2 separate regions of the Mus musculus genome follow, and region 2 is linked to region 1. Evidence: chromatin contacts called from public promoter capture Hi-C data. All regions are on one chromosome and are shown on one strand. The core of a region is the stretch at or near the end of the contact, and the rest is flanking DNA. Distances in the headings are between cores, read along the strand shown.

What was found. Promoter capture Hi-C pulls out the DNA fragments that hold promoters and counts their contacts.
Region 2: a promoter capture Hi-C map of hippocampal neurons shows a contact between it and region 1, with 8 times the contacts expected there. The contact joins the promoter of Grin2a here to the enhancer-like site in region 1. A contact is called at or near these places in 4 of 39 promoter capture datasets (hippocampal neurons, liver and stem cell-derived epiblast-like cells), 1 of 484 Hi-C or Micro-C datasets (embryonic stem cells), 6 of 115 datasets of contacts at active chromatin or transcription factors (embryonic forebrain, embryonic stem cells and forebrain) and 1 of 9 other capture datasets (adipose tissue).

Annotation. Positions count from the first base shown.
Region 1 is chr16:9,357,038-9,364,072 of GRCm38.p6, reverse strand. No RefSeq gene overlaps it. Among named protein-coding and RNA genes, the nearest start is that of Gm41418, 81 kb to the right of the region's middle. Within about 2 kb of position 3,017, at least 13 of the 459 cell types and tissues checked have an H3K27ac peak or open chromatin away from gene starts, as enhancers often do. A contact at or near this core is called in hippocampal neurons, where this site is marked.
Region 2 is chr16:9,992,742-10,000,187 of GRCm38.p6, reverse strand. Grin2a (glutamate receptor, ionotropic, NMDA2A (epsilon 1)) reads left to right here and starts at 4,375. Exons shown (of 14, transcript NM_008170.4): 1 at 4,375-5,365; 2 at 5,939-6,129. It overlaps Gm30668 (a long non-coding RNA gene), which reads left to right. Exons shown (of 3, transcript XR_384651.2): 3 at 2,738-2,979.

The DNA.
Region 1 (7,035 bases), core at 1,768-4,267:
TCAAATGTATACAGTCCTATTGCCCCTCTATTAAAAACCCTGTAGAAACAATTGTTGGGTGTGGCACTGAACTACAGCCTAGTCTAAGAGAAAAGAGTATGGGAGAACAAGAAATGGTAGTGGAGAAAAGGAAAAAAAGAGAATATATTTCTTTTTATATGTACAATCTAGACTAAACAATACATATGAAGATAGATGTCGACAGACAGATGAACTCAGTAAGGGTACTGATGGAGGATGGAGGTGATAAGCAGGAAGGGAAACAATGGGGGCAGTATGTGGAGCATATGAACAAAGCACATCATTCGTGTGTGTGTGTGTGTGTGTGTGTGTATTACACATTATGTATTATACACAAATGTACATATTACATATAAACATACATGCATACATACATACATATGAAAATGACATAATGAAACTCATTACTTTGCACACTACCTTAAAATATTTTTGTTTGTTTGTTTTGTTTTTCGAGACAGGGTTTTTCTGTATAGCTCTGGCTGTCCTGGAACTCACTTTGTAGACCAGGCTGGCCTCGAACTCAGAAATCTGCCTGCCTCTGCCTCCCAAGTGCTGGGATTAAAGGCGTGCACCACCATGCCTGGTCTTAAAATTAATTTTAAGATGCACTCAAAATATAGTTCAAGCAGTTCCAACAGCTCCGGGCTCGGTGTTCCTTGCGCCGCTGATGCTGTTTCCTGTGTCAGAAACAGACTTCTCAAGTTCTTCTGTGTAGAGTCCACAGTTCTCTGAGGTTTTGCCTCTTTCAGACCTACCTGGTTGCCCTATCCTGCCCTCTCTGCTTCCCAACACTCACCTATCAGCTTCCAAACACTTAACACTGGACCTGCCTGAGCATCCTTGGTATGAGAAGGGCAGAGGAAATCTTGGAAATACAAGAAATGGACCAGATGCCCCCACCCCCACTCTGGAATCCTGCTGAAGCATCTCCCAGCAGGGCAGCAAGAATGCCACCACAGTTAACAACTGCATGAGGTTCTTCTCAGACAAGAGCCCACAATTTTCAGAAATTCAGTTATAGGAAAGGGAAGTGAGCCTAGCCCTTTATACAACCCCAACAGCTTATTGTTTTATTTTATCAGATCAAAGTTCCATCCAAGGAGTCTCTGGGGCCACCTCATACAGTTCTGCTATCAAAAGAAAAAGGCAGGTGGGGGGCAGGTTTCTTAGCAACCTTTTGAGATGTAACTTGGGAGTCACCAAAAAAGGAAAGTATGGCTAAATGCTAAAATAAAGAATTGCTTGCTTTCTCTTTGAGAAGGCTACCTCTAACTTACCCTATTCTCCCTTAGGACATATACACCCCCACCTCTGCATTGCCTCACCCTCTTCAGAGCATCTCTTGTTCCTTTTTATTATCTAATTTTAATTTCTCCTCTCTCAGCCTCTGTTGATATTTGCTGGGGGGCTAAAAAGACGCCAGCTCAGCTTCCTTAAGCTAAATGTCTTAGATGGCATCCCCAAGTATGTTTCTGTAGTTCTGTCCCTTACAGAAAGGCTCCTAACCTTGAAAACCTCCCAGCAAGGTGATGTTGCAAGTGTGCTCAGCACTCACACACCTAAATTCGGCAGCTCCGACAAAGTCCCCGTCACCTCTTGTTTCTCTCTTCTCTCTAATTCATGGTTATCAAAGCAGAAATAGCAAGCGTTGCTTCCTGGGCTTTGTTCTTCCAGGCAGCAGCCTTCTCGGGGAAGTCGGAGGAAGGAAATCAAGAGCATGTCATCTGGGAAGAGAGTCCACTCAGCAAACGCAGGGAGCGCTCTAAGCCTGGATGCTCTGTCCTGTGTGCTTCCCACGCTCCAGCCAACCCAGGTACACAGGCCTGCAGTCACTGCGGCTGTTGTTGTTCTGTTCTTGTGTCAGACATAATTTCCTTCAGGATACAATCAAGCTATAAAATTCACTCAGAACAGTCACACGTGCTCTGTCCAGCTACAGTCCCGTACTTTGCTCTCCTTTCCTGTCCACATGTAAAAATAATCCTCTCCAATTGTGTTCCCATTCTCACCAGCTGTCTTCCCCACCACCTCATGAAGGTGTCTTTGTCAAGGTCAGCCATAACATCCTGTGGGCTAAAGCAGATGATCTCTGTTTAACCTGCCATGGGTCAGCTGGAGCACTGGCTCTACTCTGTCTCTCCCTCTTGAAATACCACCCTCATGTACCCTCCTGCAGCTTCTCAGCTGCTTCTTGTCTTCCTGTCTCTGTGCCCTAGATGGTCTCTAACTCATTCTCTTCTCTAGATCCAGTTTCTCCAGTGATTTCCAGCCTCTGGGCCTTTAATTCCATCACTATGGCCATAATTCCTACTCTTCTCTCTAGCATCCTCTTTTCCTATTTAATTGCCTCTCAGCATCTTCCCTCTGACTGCAAAGGTACAGAGTTAAACACTTAACTGCACTCAGCTCAGGACCTGCATTGGCCAACTGTCCTGCTATCTTAGTCACTAGCAACTTCGCCAAGCTGATTAGACAAAAACTACTGGCCTCATTTTTGGCCTGCCTTTTTCTCTCACATCATGAGCCATCAACAAATCCTTCCCCATTTCCCTCAAAATGGAGTCCAGGCTGTCCTTCTTCCTGAGCCTCAGCTTTACCATGAAGTGAGCAACATATATGTAGTTTGAAGGAACGCCATCAAATGGTTAAGCATGACAGTAAACTCAGGCAAGGTGCATGGAACACTGTAAACAGAAAGTGTTGTTTTACTCTTCAGGAGGAGAGAGAACGAACCTACCTTGGAGGTGGCGCTCCAGTTAAATCACTTGCTAGCCCTTTGAGAGCCTAAAAGATCTTTCACCTGATTGGATTTGTTGGTTCATTTATTTAATAAGCTTAAGAAATAATCTGATGTGCCTCCTGACTGTAGGCACTGAGATTACCATTTTTAACAGTTGGGACCATGTTTCTGGGGACAGCTAGATCTCACTAGCAGAACAGTCTCTGGCTATTACATGAGCAAAGTAGGCCAGATCCCGGCTGCCACCCACACTCAGCCAAGCACCACCCAGCGTCTGGAACAGGGTTATGATGAGTGATTGAGGGGACAGAAATACCTTCTGGAAAAAGGAGGTTGGCATTTGTGGGGCAGGACATCAAGGCTTTGTTGAGGAGAGCACCAGCTGTCTTATCCTGCCTCTGGGCCTTCTGCTGCCAGTAGCTATGGGCCTGCTTGCAAGAGTCACTATTCAGTGGCCAATTACATGGCTCTATGGTGGAGGTGGGGCTTCAGTGTAGAAGGAAACACCTAGGGGTCCTGAGGACGAGCATTGAATAGGAAATATGAACTTGAACAGTGAGTCCAGACTCAGCCTCAGGCTTTGTATGACAGTCCCTCATGAGATATCAAGTAACTTAGACTCCAAGTTCCATCTTTGGTGTCTGAACAATTTCTTTCTCCTAAGAAATTGTTTCCCTTCATTCAAACAAGTTGTAACTTCACAGAACATGGGTTCTATGTGAAAGCACGTGGGTATTCGGGACAGTGTGTATGGTGCCTTTGGCTTCTTGACTCCCTTCATATAGAATAGGGTCACGTGGTATCCTCTGACATCAGAAGTTGCTGTGAAGATGTAGAAAGGGATTCTGTGAGCAGACTGTAAGGTTGTTCCCTCATTCCTATTGTGCCTCATGCTCAAAGCTGAGAACACATCAAGCAGTCTCAGCCAATCTCTGCCACGGTCATTTCTGTGAAGTCTGCCCATGGTAGCATCAAGTCCTATGGTAAGCGGTGGGTGTCTCCTTTGATCTTTGTGTTATTGCTGCTCAATAAACAGGTGAGAAGTAAAGCAGCTTGAAAGTTTCCTCTTGCTCCTCCTTTAAGGATTCAGTTCCAGATTCCATGAGGAATCACCCAACATGCTGCCATCAAGAGCTCCAGCCTTGAAAGAGGCTGATTCATAACACAGGGTTAACTGGCCGTGGGCACCATAATTTGTATCTGCCCTTGCTGGACTGATGGCCTTCAGACATTTCTCTCCTTCTCTCTATTCCCTCATTTGTATGGAGCTCATCTCAGACCTAGCTGTCTGCATGTTTCTTCTAACCTAAAGGGATTGAGAAGTTGGCTTCATCCTTTGAGCCATTGGGGTTCTCTCAGCTGGGGCTGTGAGCAGAGGAGGGGAAAGAAACAATCTCATCATCTCTCCGGACATCATACACATCTCATTACACCATAGCAATCTCCAGATCAAGGTTTCTGGAGAACCCAGACTGTGCACACACAGTGCAATAGATTCAAGTTTCCACTCTTTGTTTGTACTGCCTTGAGTAGGGTTCAGTTGCTAGCTATGAAATGAACGCTGCCTAAATTCTAGTTGGGAAAGCATAACAGAAGGCACTACAGTAAGGGAAATATGGGTGAGTGGTTTTATCTGAGAGCAGAAACAGGCTTTGGGAACAGTGCCCTTTGAAGCCAATAAAATTTCAGGCATGCAAGCTCACCCTGGCCTTCCTTCATGCAGCCTTGACTCTATTATTCACTTTATGCCCTCATTTCTGGTTTGGCATCCACACAGTTCTGAAGAAGAAAGACTTGCAGAGTTGACATCTTTGGGCTGGGAAGATGACTGTGCAAGCTGTGCCTTTAAGCCCAGTAATTTAAAGGCAGAGACAGGCATATCCCAGTATTTCACTGGCCAACCAGCCTAACCAAAACTTTGAGCTTCCAGTTTAGTGAAAGACCCTGTCTCAGGACAATCAGCCAAGGGTTTGTAATTTAAATGTGTCCATTTTAAATATGATGTCGGCATGAGCCTCTGCATGTTTGCATGAGCGGGTATTACAGGCTGATGTGTATGCACCACACACATACACACACACACACACACACACACACACACACACACACACACACGGTCATACTCAGACACAGACTCAGACACACACACAGGCACTCACATACAGATACACACACACTTGCATACATACACTCATACACAGACTCAGACACGCACACACATGCATACACACAAGCACACAGGCAATAATAGCAATTAGGACAGCTGTATCATTGAGGAATAAAGTTTCTGAGTATTGACTACTCTGTCTATTTAAAAGTATCCAAATCGCATTTAAATTGGTGACCTTTCTACACAGTTTCCCACATACCTTGGATGACACCCTGAGGAGAAATTCTTGTAATAACTTTCAACCAACAAGTATTTATCTAATAAGCTCTTACTTTACTGCTTCAGGAGGCGTTGAGCCTATAAGATTTGATCTCTGCCCTGGAGATGTTGGCAAGGAAGCCAGGAAGAAGGGAGGAGTCGTAAGAGACAATTAGAGAGTAATAGAAGACAAGAGGTAATTAAATGCTAAGTACTGGAAGTAACTGGGTAAAGTTGCAAAGAGACCATTCCATCTCTGTGCAAGGCAGAACTTTCTGGTGGATGGACGGTCCCTTCGGGGTTGGCACAAAGCCAGCTCTTATCATATCACAGAGGGATACAGATATTTACATTTTTTATTTACTTAATATGCAAGGAACCAGGCACATGTGGAGTTCTGAAGACAACTAGCGGGCATCAGTTTTCTCTTTCCATCACATGGGTCCCAGAAATTAAACTGAGGTTGTCAGGCTAGAGGTGAGTACCTTTACACACCAAGCCATCTCACCAGCCCTTGATATAGATTTCATACTACTCCTAATGAAGTATGAAGCAGTAGCCATCGTAGAATGGGAAGCCTGCATTGGAGCGCTGGCCTGGTCCACTAGTCATGAAGATTTCAACAAGTGTTTGTGTTTCTTCATGTATGAAATGGGCCTAAACGCATCCATCTTGCAGCATTGTGGATGCTGAACACATTACGGAAGCAATCCAGACTCTTTAAGAGCCTCTTAAATCTTTGTTCATATCTCTGCCACTTGGAAGCTCTGCAACTTCTTGGGGTGGATGGTGGTCATGTGACTTATCTAAATACCAATCACTGCAATAATAAGGACCACTATTGCTTGTAGGCATATGTTTTTGCAACCTACTTTAATAAGGGTTTAGCCTCTCCTCTAGCTCACCACCCACCAGACATAGTGGAAAAGAAGAGTTATTAGGATATGAGGGGAGTAGACCTGTTTAGAAATAGTTCTTTGGGGATGAGTCCAATCTTCATGGTCAGGATATCAGCAGCTCAGTCCAGTAGCAAACACCAAACACAAATCAGCAGCTGCAGTCCAGTCCGCCTGTCAGTCACCACACACTGACCAGCAAGGGCAGTTCAATGCAGAAGAAACCAACCAGCCCGAGGCCTTGGAAGAAGAAAGAAGCAGCAGGAACCTCACAGGAAGTTCTTTGGCTTTGGTTTCTCTGTAAGGCGTCAGCACAAGTGGAGCTCAGCAACGCAATGTAAGGTGAACTACTGCATGTATATCATTAGAGAAGGGTAGCAAGGCAAAGCAAAGCAAAGCAATGCTTCAGCTCTCACTGTCTGTGGCATCAAATTTACATTTCTTCATCACACGACTATTCACATGTTTGCTTTAGCAAAGCATCCTTCCACCTATGTTCCGCAGCAAAACATCATCTGACATAACTGACTTCCCCAAAATTCAAGAAGTTTCCACTTCAATTACTCGTTTTGATAGGCTATCACCAATAAAATCTGAAGTTACACAGATGACTAATCACAGGATCTCAGCAAATCATTTAATCGAAGCTATTTAAGAAGGAACTATGCAGACTGATGGGGTGAGTCAGCATGAAGACCTGAGTTCAATGCCCAAGAACCCACGTTTCTAGAAAGGCAAGCATAGTGGCGGCTTGACGTTAGAAACAGATGCGTCCCTGGGGCTCCTGGCTAGCCAGCCTAGCCTTCTTGGTGCATTCCAGGACTGTGAGAAATCTGCCAATACATAAATAAATAAATAAATAAATAAATAAATAAATAAATAAGGATGATACCTGAATCTGTCCTCTGATCTCTATGTGCACACACGTGAACATACAAATAATCGAGAGGCATGAGCCTACATGTTCTTCCACATGTGCATACATGTGTGCACACCTGCCTCTCAAA
Region 2 (7,446 bases), core at 3,126-5,625, 630 kb before region 1:
CGTGCTCCTCATGGCTTGCTCAGCCGGCTTCCTTATAGAACCTAGGACCACCAACCCAGGGATGGCACCGCCCACAATGGGCTTGGCCCTTCCCCATCAATCACTAGTTAAGAAAATGCCCTACAGGCTGGCCCACAGCCAGACTTTTTCTCAGTTGAGATCTCCCCCTCTCTGTCAACTCTAGCTTGTGTCAAGTTGACATGAAAGTGTCCATCATGCCCTTTTTGACTCCTCTCCTCTCCTCTCCTCTCCTCTCCTCTCCTCTCCTCTCCTCTCCTCCCCTCCCCTCCCCTCCCCTCCCCTCCCCTCCCCTCCCCTCCCCTCCCCCCTCCCCTCCCCTCCCCTCCTCTCCTCTCCTCTCCCCTCCCCTCCCCTCCCCTCCCATCCCCTCCCCTCTTCATTGTTCCCAGCCTTGGTGAGGATGGCTCCTGTGAAGGCAGCCTTCCTTCCATCAGAATCTGACTTGCCTCCTTAAGCTTGGAGTGAGCTAGCTTTGTAGTGTAGCACAGGGTCAGGTCCTCATGAGCCCATAACCGTGTCAAGTGTGTGTGGAGGAGTTTCAGTGCCTGACCCAAGGCATCTCTTGCACCAGTGAGATGCCTGACTCCAGGAAATGTCAGCTTTTGTGGCTTTAGACACAGGCTGTTTCTTTGGATAATTGTCATCTTCCTTTATTTACAAGGGACAGCATGTATTCAATTCAATCTTTTACAAGTTAGACACCAGCCCTTTAGTTTTTAACAAATAAAACTCAGTTCTAGGCTCAGCACTGATGATGAGAGAGGAACATGTGAGGATAGCATCAGGGTCATCCCAGATGTAACTCCAATTTCTTCAACCTCTGTTCACAACTGCTAAGATGTGGAATCAACCCAGATGTCCACCAGTGGCCGAAAAGAGACTGTGGCACAGATAAACAGCAGAGCAGTATTTGTCCACAAAGAAGGATAAGATTTGGTCATTTGTAGCCAAATGGAGGGGACTGGAGGACATTACATTATATCAAATAAGCCAGACACAGAAGACAATGACTGCATGTTCTTTACCATACATAGAGGCAAAAATTTGTCATGAGTAGTTAGGAGGTGGGAAAGATAGAAGGTAAAGCAGGTAAATGGGAACCCAGACACGCTTGGGTAGAAAACTATGTTCTGGAGCTATAAAGTGGAGGGGCTACTGTAGTTCAGAGTAACCTGCTACACACTTCATGCAGACACCAAAGACAGGAGCCTGGAGGTTCCAAACATGGAGAAGTGCTAGGGAGAGGAGAATTCTAGTTAGTTAATTTGATCAGCTTATGAAATAACATGTGTTACAATAATGTCCTGGGTTCCATTACATCTGTAAAGATTGCATGGCCACAACAATCAAATTAAATAAAAGTATGGTTGAAGTGGAGCTCAATCGGTCGAATGCTTACCCAGCATCACAGAACCCCATGTTTAAGCCCTAGCCTTACATAAACCAGATGTGGTGGCACATGCACTTGTAATCTGAACACTTGAGAGGTGTGAATAGGAGGGCCATAAGTTCAAGGGCATCCTCAATTATATCTGTGAGTTCTAGGCCAGCTTGAGATACATGAGGCTTCATCTCTTTCTCTTCCTTCCTTCCTTCCTTCCTTCCTTCCTTCCTTCCTTCCTTCCTTCCTTTCTTCTTTTTCTTTTTCTTTTTCTTTTTCTTTTTCTTTTTCTTCTTTTTTTTTTGAGCAGGGTTTCTCTGTGTAGCCCTGGCTGTCCTGGAACTCACTCTGTAGACCAGGTTGGCCTCAAACCCAGAAATTCGTCTGCCTCTGCCTCCCAAGTGCTGGGATTAAAGGCGTGCGCCACCAACGCCCAGAGAGACTTCATCTCAAAAACCAAACTCAAACCCAAAAAACCTAAATAAAATAAAACAAAAACAAAAATATGTGTTTGTGGCCCCACATCTGGTGTTCTGATAGAATAAGGTAAGCATGAATATTTTTTAAAGTTTTTTTTATTTTAAATTTTTACTTTAAATTTTGTGTATATTGGTTGTGGGTTTGTGTTCCTGAGTGCAATGCCCATGAAGGCCAGAAGAGGGCATTAGACCCTCTGGAGTTGTCATTAAATGTGATTGAGAGCTGCCTTCCATGGGTGCCAGGAACTGAACCCCTGTCTTCTAGAAGAGGCTGAGCCATCTCTCTAGCCCAGCATGCTAAATTTAAAAGCCCCACAGTCTACAGCTCACATCTGTTTATTAGAGAAGACTGGGCACCAATGTGTTTATTTGTACAGAAAGCTAGCAATCCAGTAATTGCAAATAAACAGGGACCAAAGACATGGTCCCATGGGAAAAATTACTAACCACACAACCGCACAAGCCTAACAACTCAAGTTCTGTCCTTGGAACCAATGTAAAAAGGCAGATATGGTGGTATGAACCTGGAATATTAACACTTTTCCTGTGAGATGGGAGGCAGACACAAAAGTAGCCCCTGGAAGCTTAGCTGACAGCCAGACTAAGATACACAGCAGCACAGTACAAGACAGACCCCGCCTCGGCAAGGTGCAAGGAGCAAATGATTTCTGAAAATTGCCCTGTGACCTCCACATGGCATGGCATGTGACACTCTCTTCCCATAAATAAATCTTTTTAAAAGTACAAAAAGAAAGAAAGAAAGAAAGAAGGAAAGAAAAAGAAAGAAAAAAAAGAAAAGAAAGAAAGAAAAGAAAAGAAGAGAAGAGAATAAAAAAGGCTTTTGTTTTTTCTCCAGGCACTTGAAGAGAGAAGGGTGAGACTCTGAGCCATCCATTGTCATTAGAGAACAAGCCAGTGAACAATGCAGTGACCACTGAGTTGCATTTGTGTGCAGCCAACAGAAGGAACACAGCTACTATGTGGCATTTGAAGTCAAGATTACAGTTTCTGCCACTGGAGCCCCCTCTTTAGCCTTGGTTTCACTTTTCACTCTGAGGCAAGGTCTCAATAAATTGCCCATGCTGGCCTTGAACTCACTCTGCTGCCCGTGGGTACCCTGCACTTGATTTCCCCACCCCGGTCGCCACATTGGCCACACCACTAGGCCTGGTTTTCCCACTGTGTTCATTCTTTATGATTTATGTTTCAGGCCTTTGCTTGTTCTCTAGATAGCTTTTAAAGATGGGGCTTGCTCTGCCTAGGCTGCACAGCCTCCTTAGTAGCTGGGGCTGCAGGTGTGCATTTATCTGAGCTAAGGCAGTGTAACATTCTCAAGTTCTCAGGTCAGAGTCTTGCATGATATCCATGCAAGAGAGAGGCCCAGCTTAGCCCGGCTCAGTCCAGCCCATTCACAGCCCCAGTAAATGGACCATTGCTCCAGTTTCTGCCTCTGTTGTATCACATTGCCCACCCCCATCCCCTTTTCCTTTACCGTCCAGATTCTGTCTGCTTCCTTGTTTTCTTTTGTGTAAAACCCCAGGGTATTCCACACACAACATCAGCTCCACAATAAACCCACGGGTCTCCAGGACCAGGGGCTCCTTTCTGTAGCCATATCGATCCCCCCTGGATGAGTTACTTTAGAGGGCTCTCATTTTTTCTTGGGTACCTACTACGTGTCAGGTTTTGTTAAATCTTTGACCATTGTCTTTTTATTGCAAAATAACCCTGAGAAATGGCATTTATTTATTTATTTATTTATTTATTTATTTATTTATTTTTACTGCTGTTGCTCGCCTGCTTTTTCAGATTATCAGTCATTAAAGGAGGAGGGTGACTCCTGAGTTTGGCAGACCTGCAATAACAAAAGCTACTACTCAGTATAGGAGTCCAAGAAGTTTCTTACAGTTGGTTCTCTGAACAAGGTGAAGTAGGCTCTGTGTTTGTTAGGGGCAGCTTCTGGCTGGGCTAGGAGCTGGCTAGCCGGCTAGCTGGCTAGCTCTCTGAGATTTTTTTTTTTTTTTTTAAATAAAGATCCGGATGCAATTCTATTCTTATGACTTAATCACTGTGGAGGCCAGTACTCTTAATACTTAGGATTTTAACATATGCATTTGGAGCATAAACATCCAGGTGACATGAGGCATCAAGGGAAGGGAAGAAAGGCAGAGACAGGTGTTGGGATTCAAGTGACTGACCGTACAAAGGTCAAATGTAGACATCTAACAAGGAGCCTCATGCCCAGCTGCTAGAATTGGAGCCAGTCAGTTTTCACAGCCAGTTAGCCCCAGGCTCTTGGCTTATCCGTTCTGGTGACTTAGAAGAGGCAACCACAGGGTTACGTTTTGTCTCGAACAACTTAGAGAAGGAAGCAGCAAGTGTGTATGTGTGTCTGTGGGTGCGCGTCTGTGTGTGTATGTGTGTGTATGCGCGCGCGCACGCGTGTCTGTGCTTGGAGAGAGTATATATGTTTCTGATTTTAAGCTCCCGGCTCTCTGACATCAGAGTGGGTTCCCATATCAGGGTGGTGAGGCATTGAGAGAAGCATCCTGGGCGGGTGTGTGCGTGTCGGCGTGCCTTGCGTGGAACAGAGATTGCTGCACCCAGCGCCAGGCACTGGAGGAGGAGGAATCCGTAGCAGAGATCTGAATAATTGATTCTTCAGCAGCACCAGACGCCCGGGAGCGGGCGGAGAGCGTGGTTTCAGCACCAAGGTTGCGCGCCACCGCAAGCTCCCCCCGTCACCAGCCAGACACCTAGGTCGGCCTTGTTCCGCTGCCGCCGTGCGCTCCAGAAGAGGGTGGCCGCGCTCCGCGTCGCCGCCTAGGGACTGCGGGGTCTGCCTTGGCCCGCCTCCGGGGTGGGCGGCTGCAGGCGGACCAGAGCTCCAAACAACGTCGGATTGCGCGGGGGTTGCTGCGTTGCGTCTCGCTGGCTGAGAACAAGTCCTAAGTTGCTGTGGTGGGCGCCTCTGCTTTCCTCTATCCTCCTAGGCGACCGCAGCAGAAGCGTGCCCTAGGATCCTGGCTTCTCCAGTGTTGTGAACCGCGGTGGCCAGGCTCTTTCCTGGGCTCCCGCTGACCAAGTGAGGAACCGAACGCCCAGCTCGGAGCTGGCCCTTCAGCGAAAGGGCCAGGAGGGAGCTGCGGTCCTCTGCCTGCGCCCTTCTCCGCCAGGGACCGCGGGGATCCCCGGCCACACGCGCGCGCGCGCTCCCACACTCACTCACACACACACACTCACACACTCACGCACGCCAAGCAGGAGCAGGACTGCGGAGAGGGTGTCCAGGCGCGCTCAGAGGACCTGGCAGCCGCTGTCCGGAGTGGAGCATAAAGCTGAGCCAGGGCTCTAGGAGAGAGGCTCCTGGGGTGCTGTGCCTGAGCATGGGGCCGGATGAGCTCTGAGAGTCGCGGCGGCAGCAATCAGCCCTGGAGATGACCAGGGGTGGCCACTGCTGAGAACTATGTGGAGAGAGGCTGCGGTGAGTGCTGGCGCGGGACGCCGAGCCTGGGAGGGCCCTGTGAGAAGCTGGTGGGGGGAAGGTATGGATAGGAGGGGGCGGCAGGACGCACAAGAGGGTCGCTACGTGGGAGTGATCACACCTCCCTCGGGGATCCGGGACCGCGGGAGCCCGCGTCCTTCCCTCCCCCTCTTCTCCTCCCGGCTCATAGCAAACTCAGCCAGCGCCCCCTCCTTTCCTGCCCCCCACCCCCCACCCCAGGCTCAGCAGCTCCTGGTCGCACAACTCCCAGTAGCCGGGCGCCGAGGTGGTGGTAGGGGGTGAGGGTGGAGGTTCCCACTAAGCTTCTCGTGGGTGGCCAACCTGGGGCTTCCACTCTCCGGTGCGTCCCTGAAAGGAGCTCTGGTTATCAGCCACAGGAAGTGAAGACCCGCACCGAGGGTGTCATAGGCACCAAGCTCCAGCTCCCTCTCTGGTCGAGCCCCCAGGGTGCATAAGGGGGCTGTGAGCACTGCAGACTGCATCCCTCCCCCCACCTTCCCTTAGCACTGGTGGGCTGACCCTGCCTCTCCATCTCTCCTCCGCCCCGGTTAGAGCCCTGCTGCAGAGCCTCCGGCTGGGATAGCCGCCCCCCGTGGGGGTGATGCGGACAGCGCGGGACAGCCAGGGGAGCACGCAGGGGCCGCAGCATGCGGGAACCCGCTAAACCTGGTGGCTGCTGAGGCGGCCGAGATGCTCGTGCGCGCAGCACGCCCCATTGCATCCTCCACCTTCTCCGGCTACAGGTACGTCCTAGTTGGTGATACGGACTTCCCGGGCCTGGGAGGATATAGGCTCAACCGGTGAAGAGAGAGGAGAGGGTTCAGTAGGGAGATGGGGGGAAAAGAGCGAGGGAGAGAAAACTGGAGAGGGAGAGCCCAATGGCGAGGCGTTGGAGGAGCACCAGGTGGCGCTGCGGCCCTGCACTCCACCTTGCTCACCCTAAAAAGCCAAGGCTGGAGTTTGCCCCAACTTCCCCCGGGGTGCAACAACACCCGAGCCGAAGGGCGCGCGCTTGTACACGCGTGCACGACCGTACAGGCATTTTCAGGCAAGCACTGTTGTGCACCTGGCACAGTGCTTGTGTGCACACCGTCTGAGGACGTTTGAAGGCTCCAGCTGGCCGTGGGCATCTCTAAGGCGGCCTGGGGATATGCGCAGAAAAGCGCGCGTGTCTGTTAGCGTGTGCAGCCCACTGCCCACGTGCATCTAAGATTTGGCTCCAGGGTCTGCAGTGGAAAGACTGAGGAGGGGATGCACACTCCTCATCTATCTGAGAGCTTTTTGGGAGCCTACCCCCACCCCCGCACGTTCTTTGCCAGCTCCCACGCGCTGGCCCACTTGCGGGGTGTTAGGGTGGGGGTGGAAGGCAGAGCTCCTACTCTCCAGAATTCAGCATTTCACACGGCATGAGATTGTATGTTGCTTGTGCGTACCCGTGTGTAGGGGGCGGGTCCAGGGAGGCTTGACATAGAGCTTCTCCCAGCAAGGTAGTGGTGGGGAGTCCGGCCTCAAGTTCCCCTGTGCACCTGAGAGCCCGGGGTCACAAAGAGCACCTACACTTTCAAGCGCTTGTTGTAACCCTCGCATGGGGGGGGGGTGCGGGATCTGCAGCTGGTGGGTGCCACTAAAGGAGCAAGGTCTGTGGCGCACTGGGCGAGCTCCGTGGCGCACTGGGCGAGCTCCCAGGGGGTGGGGTCAGTTAACCCTGTAGGCTCGCCACAGACTCAGGCTGCAGTATGCAGGCACCGCCTCTCACGCTAGGGCTAGTCCGGAGTTCGCTGCTCCTGAGCAGGGGGCGGGGTCGATAACTTGGTCCACGCACTTGCGGAGAGAGAGGGTTGCAAAGAGGGCTTGGCCTGGGCTTCTGATTGTGGGTGGTAGTGGGGTTCATGGCTCTCTGGGAGCCTAGGAGCTGTTGTCTGCGTCAAATTTGGGGAATCTTGTGTGGAATTTGGACCCAGATGGGATTGAGGGAGTCAGCTGGAGACAAGAGAGAAGGAAGGAGGATGCCAGGATGGGCTTGGGGACAGGGATGGCAAAATAGCTCGGCTTGGACTGAT